Regions from separate parts of the Delphinus delphis genome. Here region 1 is linked to region 2. A link is a contact called in public Hi-C data. All regions are on one chromosome and are shown on one strand. The core of a region is the stretch at or near the end of the contact, and the rest is flanking DNA. Distances in the headings are between cores, read along the strand shown.

What was found. Hi-C and Micro-C count contacts between places; a contact is called where the count stands out from the background.
Region 1: a Hi-C map of lung shows a contact between it and region 2, with 2.7 times the contacts expected there. The contact joins the promoter of MGRN1 here to the promoter of DNAJA3 in region 2. A contact is called at or near these places in 2 of 3 Hi-C or Micro-C datasets (lung and muscle).

What each region holds. Positions count from the first base shown.
Region 1 is chr15:52,745,362-52,750,628 of mDelDel1.2, forward strand. It overlaps MGRN1 (mahogunin ring finger 1), which reads left to right and starts at 1,946. Exons shown (of 18, transcript XM_060031673.2): 1 at 1,946-2,136. The coding sequence starts at 2,049.
Region 2 is chr15:52,571,248-52,576,560 of mDelDel1.2, forward strand. It overlaps DNAJA3 (DnaJ heat shock protein family (Hsp40) member A3), which reads left to right and starts at 3,414. Exons shown (of 11, transcript XM_060031662.1): 1 at 3,414-3,624. The coding sequence starts at 3,414.

The DNA.
Region 1 (5,267 bases), core at 696-3,195, 170 kb after region 2:
ACTTGTTCACCTGTAGTGTCTGTTTCCTCACTAGATGTTTCATATCTGGTGGTTTCACCATTTAATCTCTATTTCCTGGCTCTTTGCCTGTCTCATTGCTTTTCACATTGTAGCTGCATGATAAATATTTGTTGAATAAATAAGTGAACCAGCGAAGATGTTGATAGTAGAACCAGTATCAAATCAAAAAGGGCCTGTCTCCCACCGGGGCATGCATAAGCACAGAAAAATATACCCGAAGTCCAAAGCTCTATTAAGAGGAATGTTTAATTGATCAAACATCAGCCCATGGAAATGACTGCCCTGGCCCACTATCTGTAGGGAGGACATGCTCTTAGGGTTATTTTTCAGTGGGAACATCTAGGCCCTCAGTACTCTCCTTCCCTCCCCACAAGCAGAGAGACCGACAAATTGAATGCTGTGTTGGTATACCTATTTGTGTATATATGATTCAACAGTGTTATGTGATTCAACAGAAAGAAATTTAAAGTAAGGGAAGAAAGGTCACATGGGGTGGGGATGTCTTCAGGCCCATCTGGGAGCAAGAGACAGGGAATCTGGCACTGGAGCATTCCTGGTCTCTGGGGTGGTAGGGGCTGGGGGTGGCAGGGGAGTGTGGCATTAAGAGGAGTGACCTGGTTCAAATTCCAGCTTTATTACCACTTATCTACTATGCAAGCTGAGTGGGGTACTTCACTTCTTCTGGCCTCTTTCCTCTTCTGTAAATTGGGAATGAAAATAGAACCTACAACAGAGAATTAAAAGAGAGAATATGTGCATAGCCTTCAACACCAATGTCTGGCACATAGTAGGTGCTCAGTAAATGGGGATCTTGGTTGCAGGGCAGAGAGGTTAAATCAGGCTCCAAGACCTGGACTCTCCCTTATAATAACACAAGTCCCTCACTTCTTTTATTACTTTTGGCTTCCCAGGTCCCCTGAAAATAGGAAGGTTGTATTCTGGGTTCTGGTGTCTGGAAAGGTGTAGGACTCACTTTAATGTGGACTGTGGTGAATTTACCATCTGAGACTCTTAGACAGCCTCTGCCCTCCCTAGCTCCTTTCTGGATAGACAGGCTTGTCTTGGGAAGTCACTTTCTTCCTCAGAACTGCTGTTTCTCAAATGAAAAGTAGGTAGAAACAGATCCTCACCTGGCCTTACAGAGTTTTGTGTGAGTCACAAAGCCAAGAAAGTACATTGCAATCTGCGAAGAGGCTTTAACTCTAACCCTGATTCTTGTAAACTTGAGCACCCTTATGTGTGGCCCCCTCCCTTCTTTGTGCCTCAGTTTCCCTATATGTAAAATGGGGAGAGGTCTACTGCCTCCACGGGGGACTTTAAAATTATGTCTTCAAAGAATTATTCTGGACGTGGAGCCAGAGAGATGCCTAGAGTTCCGGAAAAGTTGCTTCCCTTCCCCTGTGTGCACCGCTCCAGGTAATCTTGGGTTCCATCCCAGCTCTTTGCGGGTGGCAGGTAAGGGTCTGCCCTCTGCTGGCCGGGCCAGGAGATTAAACCCAGGGAAGTGGGGAGAACCATGCTCCGGGAGATATTTCAGAGAGGGAGTAAATGGAAGGCGTTGGTTCCTAGCAAGATCTATGTATGAACAGATTATTAAAAAGCTAAAGAGTTACAATGTTAGTCTTGTGCTTGGAATGCAAAGGGAAGGATAGTTTGCAGTGTGGTTGATGGTTCCTCCCCTCTGGACTCAGGTCCATTTGGTTTGTCCCGGACCGTTTGTCAACAACTTCAGCGAGCCCGGGCGAAGAGCTTCCTGGGAAATGTAGTTCCTAGGTGGGTATCCCGCGCCGCCGCCGGGCACCCTCGGCGGCAAGGGGACTCCATTTCCCGAGGTGCCTCGGGCCCGGGGGGCGGAGGGCTGCCGTGGCGTCTGGCCCCGAGCCGAGCCGGGGGTGGGGGCTCGGAGGCCGAGCGCCCGTGGCAGTGGGCGAGCGTCCGTGCGGCCTGGTACCGGCTATGTCCGCGTGAGGACGCCTCCGGCGCCGCCGCCGCCCCCATCCCATACTCGGCCCGGCCCGCCTTGCACCATGGGCTCCATCCTGAGTCGCCGCATCGCGGGCGTGGAGGACATCGACATCCAGGCGAACTCGGCCTATCGCTACCCCCCGAAATCCGGTGAGCGGCCGCCCCGGCCCGGGTCTCGGTCCCGGTTGCGGACAGCGAGGCGCGGGCTGGAGCGCGGGGCGGGCAGGGGGCGGCGGGGCTCGGCGCACGACCCTCCTCGGAGGGTGGGCTGGGGGCTCTGCTCGGCCCGCGGCCCTTCCTGCAGCTTCCCTGCATGGAGCTCCACGCGCCCTCCATCCGAACCCCGGGGCGTGGGTCGGTACGGCGCTGACTGTCTCGTCCCGGCTGGGTGACCTTGGGTCAGTCAGCTCACTCCTGCGCGCCTCAGCTCCCTTGTATGCACACTGGGGTATGCTCAATAGGGATCCCCCAGGGTCGGCGTGAGGTTCCGGGGCGCGACGCTTGGGAGGGCTTAGCACGGTGCCCGATGCTTTGCTTGTGCTTACAAAGTGGTCATTGTCAAAAGGATTGACATCATTCCATCGCCGGTTTTCCCTTTCTTTGGTGGCTTCTTGTGAAGACCTGGCCAGTGGTTCTGGACACTATCCGTCTCGTCTGGACAGAGGCTTAGCTCTCCTGTGACCTGGCGCTTGTGTTTGGGGGGGGGGGGTCTCGGCCCAAGGAGGCATTACTGTCGGTGGAAGAGGAGCTGGGAGGCCGTGCTGGACAACCAGGGAATGGTTGGAGGGGACCTACCAGGTTCTCCAGTCTCCTTTTTTGTGGCTGAAAGACCTGAACCCCAGGGAGGAAGTGACTTTTCCAAGGTCTCCGAGCTGGATGGAAGCTCATCTGGGTACAGGACCATGAGTCAGACTACCAGACCAGTTGTGCTCATCCACACTGTTTTTCTGCCTCTGATGAGGAGTGTGGCCTGCCCTGGAACTTTAGTTTGGGTTCCTCATGCTCCATCTCCTCATCTGGTCACTTGCCTGGAAAGGAGAGAAGAAAGAGAACAGGGCATTTGGACATCATGGAGACTTTCAGACTGGAGCCTCTGATCCTGGCTTCTGAAATATCTGATCCCATCTTGTGGTCTTCTAGGCCTCACAGTTGGCCTGTGGGCATCCCCTGGGCCAGGTTTCCTCTGAGTATGGTCCAGCACCACCTGCTTCCAACAGTGGGGAAGCTTGTTTAACATGCATTTCCCAGGCCCTGCCTCAGACTTGTTGGGGTCTGCTGTGGCCTAGGAACCTGCATTTAAAACCCACTCCTAGGGTGAGTCAGATGTCCACTCAAGTTTGAGAACTGCTTCACGCTCATTTTGGAAGGTGAAAGAAGGCAAGTGTCTGGGACCACCAGAAATAAAGGGAGTGGAGACTAGCACAGTTCGGGGCAGTCAGAGGGGATGCAGTCAGAGCTGGGCAGAGGGCTCTGTTCCCTACTAGGCACGGGAGATATCCACGCCTGCTTTTTCCCAGGCACAAGGACAGGGCAGCCCAGCCTGGTATAGAGATCCCCTGGAGGCTGACATCCCCAGATCTGATGGAGCAGTTGTTTGAAGTCATCCTCTTCCATCTCTGATGTTCTTCCAGCCCGTCTTTGGCTGAGTCATCTTAGGCAAGCTGCTTAGCCCCCTGGGTCATGGTTTCCTCATCTGTAAAATGGGCTGATCCTCATACAGTGCTCAGAACAGTGCTTAGTGCCTAAGAGGTCCTTGAAAAATGTTAGCTGCTATAATGGCTCAAAAAATAAATTAAGTGAACAACTTAGACTCTAATAGCAGTTAGCAATGTCTTGGAAGAGATATCAAAAAGTTTAAGGTGGTACCTCCTGTCGCCTGGGACCAGAGCAAACCTGATGTCCCTTCAGTTGGGCATTTGGACAAAATCACAAATACAAGGCACTTACAGCACTGCTTTTGGATTCTGTTTGGTAGACCTTATTAATCAGTCAGGTCCACTCTGTGGACACCCGAGTCAACCACAATCTATTGGGGCTGGCACCCAGGTGAATACCATGGGCCACCTCGATTTTGCTGCCAGTGATTAGAGTGCTCAGCCTCTCCAGTTCAAAGGCTGTCTTTTCTGCTTCCTGTCCCTCGGGCCACCTTATTCCGGGAGGCAGTCTGGAACCTAAGCAGTACTTGAGTATGTGTTCCCAAGCATGGACTGGGGACGGAAGGGGGGTTGAGATGATTTTAGGGACCATGGACTGTACAATCAATTTATGAGACAGTTGTTATCTTTTCAGGTCTCTGTCAATTTTGTTGATTATATTAGAAAGAATCATTGGGTGCTAGTATTTTTTTAACACCTCTGTAACACTGTCCAATTTTTTTCCAGCTTTACTGAGATATAATTGACATATAACGTTGCGTAAGTTTAAGGTGTACAGTGTAATGATTTGATATGTGTATATATCGGGAAATGATTATCACAATAAGGTTATTTACACATCCATCATCTCATGGTTACCTCTGTGTGTGTGTGTGTGTATGTGAGGACTTTTAAAATCTGTCCAATTTTTTTTAAAATTAATTTATTTATTTAATTTATTTATTTGGCTGCGTTGGGTCTTCGTTGCTGCGCGCGGGCTTTCTCTAGTTGCAGTGAGTGGGGGCTACTCTTCGTTGCAGTGTGCGGGCTTCTCATTGCGGTGGCTTCTCTTGCTGCAGAGCACGGTCTCTAGGCACACAGGCTTTAGTAGTTGTGGCTCGCGGGCTCTAGAGCGCAGGCTCGGTAGTTGTGGCGCACAGGGTCAGTTGCTCCGTGACATGTGGGATCTTCCCAGACCAGGGTTAGAACCTGTGTCCCTTGCATTGGCAGGCGGATTCTTAACCACTGTGCCACCAGGGAAGTCCCTGTCCAATTTTCTTTTACTTTGAAGTTTTCAACATGCCCTGCAACAGTACCTAGCTTGAATTTAACAGCATTTGCTTTGTTTTTATTGTACTTATTTACTTTACTCATAACAGCTATTGAGGTATCAATCGTGTGCCGTACAACTCATCCTTTGTAAACCTATGATCTGGAGAATTTTAGTAAACTTATAGAATTGTGCAACCATCACCACAATCAGTTTTAGACATTTCCATCATCAGAGTTTCCTTGCCTTGTGCCTGTTTGCAGGCAGTCTCTGCTGTCACCCTCACCCCTACCCCATCACTGATCTCCTTTCTGTCGTTAAAATTTGCCCTTTCTGGACATTTCATACAACTGGAATCGTACAGCATGTAGTCTTTT
Region 2 (5,313 bases), core at 2,164-4,663:
CCACACTTAAATTCCCTGCTAGTGCTCCCACATCTCCCCACCTCAGGAGAGCCAGAAAGGGAGCAGTAGAATAGTAAAATGAGAAGTGCAGACAGGAAGATGCTTGCGAAACTTGTCTGCCTTTTGCAAAACATTTGTTTCTCCTTAAAGCTGAAGTTTTTGGCTTTAGACCAGAGAAGGGTGCGGGGGGGGGGGGGGGTGGTGCGGGGAGGAAGCGGGGAAGGAGACCCAGGACATATTTTGCCTGAAAGTGTGGGTAGGTGTCGCCTGTGTGCTCATCCCAGTTTTTAGCCACAGCCTGGGATGGATGCGTTTGTGTTCGGTCACAGCTGAAGTCCTTGGGTGATGGTGAAATCATCTGTAGGTGAGGGTGGTAATAAATACTTGCCCTGCCCCTCTCCTTTTGTTGTAAAAAGCAAATGAAATTCTGCATGAGGAAGTGCTTTGTAAACTATCCAGGGTTATATGACTGGGATCTACTGATCACAATTTACCAAGGCTCATGGTTTAAAGAGAAGGGCTCTAGTTTTGCTGTTAAAAGATCTTAGTTCACCCACTCACCAGCTGTGTGAACTTGGACAAGTCTTTTCACTTTTCAGAGCTTATTTTGGTGTTATTTTGTGGTGAGGGTGAGGGGTCCATTTGTAAAAATGGGAATAGCCTCTGCCCTACTAACCCACAGGGTTGTGATTGTATCAAGATAGAAAACATGAGAAAGTTCTTTGTGAGCTGGAGACTGTTCTTAGCACAGCCAAAGTTTTCCGATCTCTCCATAGCCACCAATTGCCTGAAATTGGTCCCATCGATATCTCAGGGGTGTTCAGTCCAAGTAATAATAACTCATTATCTTTTTCCCCCAAAACTGCTTCTTTCCTGGGATTTTTAGCTTGGCATGACTACTGTTTGGAGAACATAAAAAAGCATATTCGTTGTCTCGAAACAACCATCGACTCAAGATGATTCAGGAAGCACAGACCAAGGACCACTGCTGTGGAGATTTCCCAAGCTTTGTAATCTACTCGTTTAGTAACTGTATCATCTCTTGTTTTTCTATGGTGACTAGCAGTGAGAGAAAGCAGGCATAGCCCTAGGCTGCTCTCACCAGGGAGTCTTGCCAGAGGCTTCCGTGTTCTCTCCTGGACCTTTTTCCCCTCCTTTAGTAGTCACCCTCACCCACTCCATTCCCTATGGCCTCCCCAACAATCAGCCTTCCTGCTATCCCCAAAAACAAGAACACACACCCACTTTTGGTGTGGAGGATCTTCACTGTTAATCAGTGTGGGGAAGTAGATGGGGGGAGGGGCTGGTACTAAAATACAAAAAAGTGAGGAAGTTACAAAGCTGACAAAGTTTTCATATTAGTGAGCCCTCCTCTAGTTCCTAACTCACTCTGAGGTGGTAAATGAAAATCCCTTTGGCTCTTGTTCTCAGCTTTTATTCCTGAAAGCTGTACTTCTCATCCAGCACCCTCCCCGCTCCCCTTAGGTTTTGGGATCCCTTTGGGCAAGTAACTGTCTGCGTTCTCCTTGGTGTTCCAGTGCTTAGCATAGAGCCTGGGACATAGGACTGACATATATTGAGCACTTACTATGTGCCAAGTACAGTATGAAGGCTTTACATGGATTATCTCACTCTGTCCTCAGATGATCCTTTGAGGTAGTTACTATTATGCCCCATTTTAGAGAAAGGGAACTGAGGGACTTCCCTGGCGGTCTGGTCCAATGGTTAAGACTCCACATTTCCACTGCAGCGGGCACAGGTTCGATACCTGGTCAGGAAACTAAGATTTTGTGTGCCGCGTGGCGCAGCCAAAAAAACAAGAGAAAGGAAACTGAGGCACAGAGAGGTAAAGTAAGTTGTCCAAGGACACACAGCAGAGCTGGGATTCAGTCCCAGGCAGTCTGACTCCACAGCCCATAAGCTTAAGCACTATGCTGGAGACATTTAAATATTAAACAAACTCTTTTTCCCACTTCCCATCCCATGGACAGCCTTTTCCTGTTTCTCTAGAACGTCCCTTGCTCACCTCAGTCCTCTACATTTCCTAGCGCAAACTCTCAACTATTTCTTGCAGTTTACAACAGCCTCATAACTCTTCTTCGGTGGTTTTTAACCTTCTTTCAATTTCAGAGCCTGTGGAGAATTTGATTGATGAAAGCTATGGATATTTCCCCAGATTTATATCCACATACACAAAAATTTCATGTATAATGGGGGAAGGGGCAAGGAGCACAGACCATCTTAAATTCATCCATGAGCCCTCAGGTTACCTTTCTATTGTTAGGGGTGGTGGCGGTGGGAGTGTGAAAGCAGAAACCCCTCTACAGGACTTACCAGGCCAGGTTTATCTTTCCAGCCTCATCTCCAGTCATACACCCCCAAGTTTAGAGCGTACAGGGCAAGCACTTTCACATCTGCTTTTGAAGTTCTTGCTGCTTAGAATACTCTTCCCCTCCACCGCTACCTGACACACTTTTCACCAAAGTCCAACTCGAATGTTACCTCTCAGATGCCTTCCCTGACATCCCAATGCTCCCGACCTATTTGAGAAACTCGTCACCTGTGTGCCTGTAACACTGTTTATACCTACAATAGCACTGATCACATTATCTTAGTTGCCAAGGAGCCTGTCTCTCGACTCATCGTGAGCTCCTCCAAAGTAGGGATGGTATGTCATTCATCATTGCATCCTCGACATTCTAGAACGCGCGGGACACCTAATAGGTGACCAAAACGTTTATTAAATTCGTTTTCGGGTAGCTCGGCTCACATTCAGCGACCGCCAAGTTCACTACAGGTTTGGAAAAGACAAATGCGCTTAGGAGACAGCTGAGCGATCAAAGTTCTTTTCGTGGGGAATCATCCAGAGGGAGAGTGAGCTTGAGGCCTGGATCTAGGAGTAGGGCAGAGACCGCAGCCGCTTGCGCCGACGCCGGATGAGTAAGCCTCAAGCAAGGAGACCTAGGACTTAGGGTCAGGAGGAAGGAAGCCGCGCGCTGCATGCTGAGATCTGCGCTACTGACGGCCGCATTGCACGCCGGGGTTTGTAGTCCCGCCCCTTGCCGGGCCCCTCAGACCAGTTACATTCGGCTGCACTCAACCACGCCCTTATACAGATAAGGTACAGTATTGATCATCCAACACAGAATGACTAGGCTCTTCAAGGCAAGTTACCTATTAGCAGTTCTTAGAGCAAACATCATTTCGGCGTCTGCTACGAAGAAAGCGCATTGGGTGCGGACGCGCACGCGCAACGCGCGCGTGCGCCCGGGTGCGTGCGTGTGTCTCCCTCACTCCCCCCGCGAGTGAACGCAGCGGGCCCCGCCCCTAGAAGTGCCGGCTCTGCGCGCGTGCGTAGTTCGCGTGAGGCCGCCTTGAGCCGGGTGGCGCAGGCGCAGTGTCCCCGGGCCAAGATGGCGGCGCGGTGCTCTACACGCTGGTTGCTGGTGGCCGTGGGGACTCCGCGGCTGCCGGCTGCAGCGGGGAGGGGGGCTCGGCCGCCTATGGGGGGCGTGGTGGGGGCGTCGCTGGGCCGCAGTCTGAGCGTCCCAGCCTTTGCGCCTTCCCTGGGAGCTCGTGGTCCCGGGGCGCTGCTGACATTGAGACCGGGTGTCAGCCTCACAGGTGAGTGCAGGCTCCAGCGCCTGAGTGAGGGGCTCCAAGGCCTGGAAAGGAGTGACTCGCTTTGCTCCGACTACGGTGGTAGCAGGGTGGAGCGTGTCTTCTGATCTACATGCAGAATCGCTTGGGGGAGATGGGCCAGCAGTAGGCAGAGAGACCCAAATGGCTACTCAGAGGTGGTAAACGAGGGAGACCTGCGTGGAGCCTCCGGCGGCGGGGATGAAACGCCCCGCAGCCGTGAACCTTCACCTCTCTGTAAACATTTCTGGAGGCCTCTTTCCGGCCTGCCGCTGCTCTCCTGCCCAATTCCTTTCCCTTCCCTCTACCTTCTAGCCTGTAATGGAAGGGAAGAGGTAACTGCCATTCGGTGAGTACCTGCTCATGGATTAGCTGGGCACTTTGTGCTTCTTCTTACTTGATGGTAACAACAACCCTGCAAGGTGGGGCTCATCATCCCCATTTTATTTTGTTTTTGTTTTTGTTTTGCGGTAGGCGGGCCTCTCACTGTTGTGGCCTCTCCCGTTGCGGAGCACAGGCTCTGGACGCGCAGGCTCAGCGGCCATGGCTCACGGGCCCAGCCGCTCCGCGGCATGTGGGATCTTCCCGGACCGGGGCACGAACCCGCGTCCCCTGCATCGGCAGGCGGACTCTCAACCACTGCGCCACCAGGGAAGCCCCATCATCCCCATTTTAAAGAGTGGGGAACTGAGGTTCTAGCAGAGGAGTTGACCCGCCCAAGGTCATAAAGTTAGATAAGGAGAGTTGTCCCAAATCCAGAGCTGTTCTTCCATAGCTTACGCTCTCCACCACATGGTGTAAATTGAAGGACATACTGTTTTTTAGAAGTCCCTTTTGATTGACATATATACACTAATATGTATAAAGTAGATAACTAGTAAGAGCCTGCTGTATAAAAAGTAAAATTCAAAAATAAAGAAGTTCTTATCTTGGTCATTGATGCAAACTAATATATATTGAGCACTTACTATGCACCAGGCATGGATCATTTCCATGTAATAAACACTGCTATTAATTCTATTTTATAGATTAAAAAATTGAGGCTTAGATGTTAACTTGAAGAATGTCGCAAAGCTAGAAAGTAGTTGAGCCTTGATTCAAAACCTGCTGCTTTCTTAATTGCTGGAGGTGATGTTGAATTAGTATATATTAATCCTTTTAAGTGTTTAGCTATGATGGTTTCTTATGCTGTGTGTTGGGTGATTTCCCTTATAGTGAGATAAGGAAGGAAGGAGGAAACAGTGAACAACCAACGATGTGCCTGGATTGGGCTAGATGTTTGTGTTCCCTAGAATTTGTGCAAATGATATTTAAACTATAAACTTACAAAGATGATTAATTAGAGGATCCTGGCAAGGTAATTTACACAAGGTAATTTCCTATTGAGATCCAATTTTTAATACTTACATAAAAGCCAGTAATTAAAGTATCAGTAATTGTTATTACCTTGTACAGTGAACACTACTCCAGTAATGTGTGTGCGACCTGGGTGGATTATTTAATCCTTTTGTGCCTCTTATTCCTTAATTGAAAATTTTTTTATTTACAGGTATTTATTGAGGACTTGTCGTATGCTAGGTACTGTTCTAGGTACAGGGGATACAGCAGAGAACAAAGAGATTGGATGTGGTTTTGGTCAGAATGGTCCCTTTTTTTTTTTTTGCGATAGGCGGG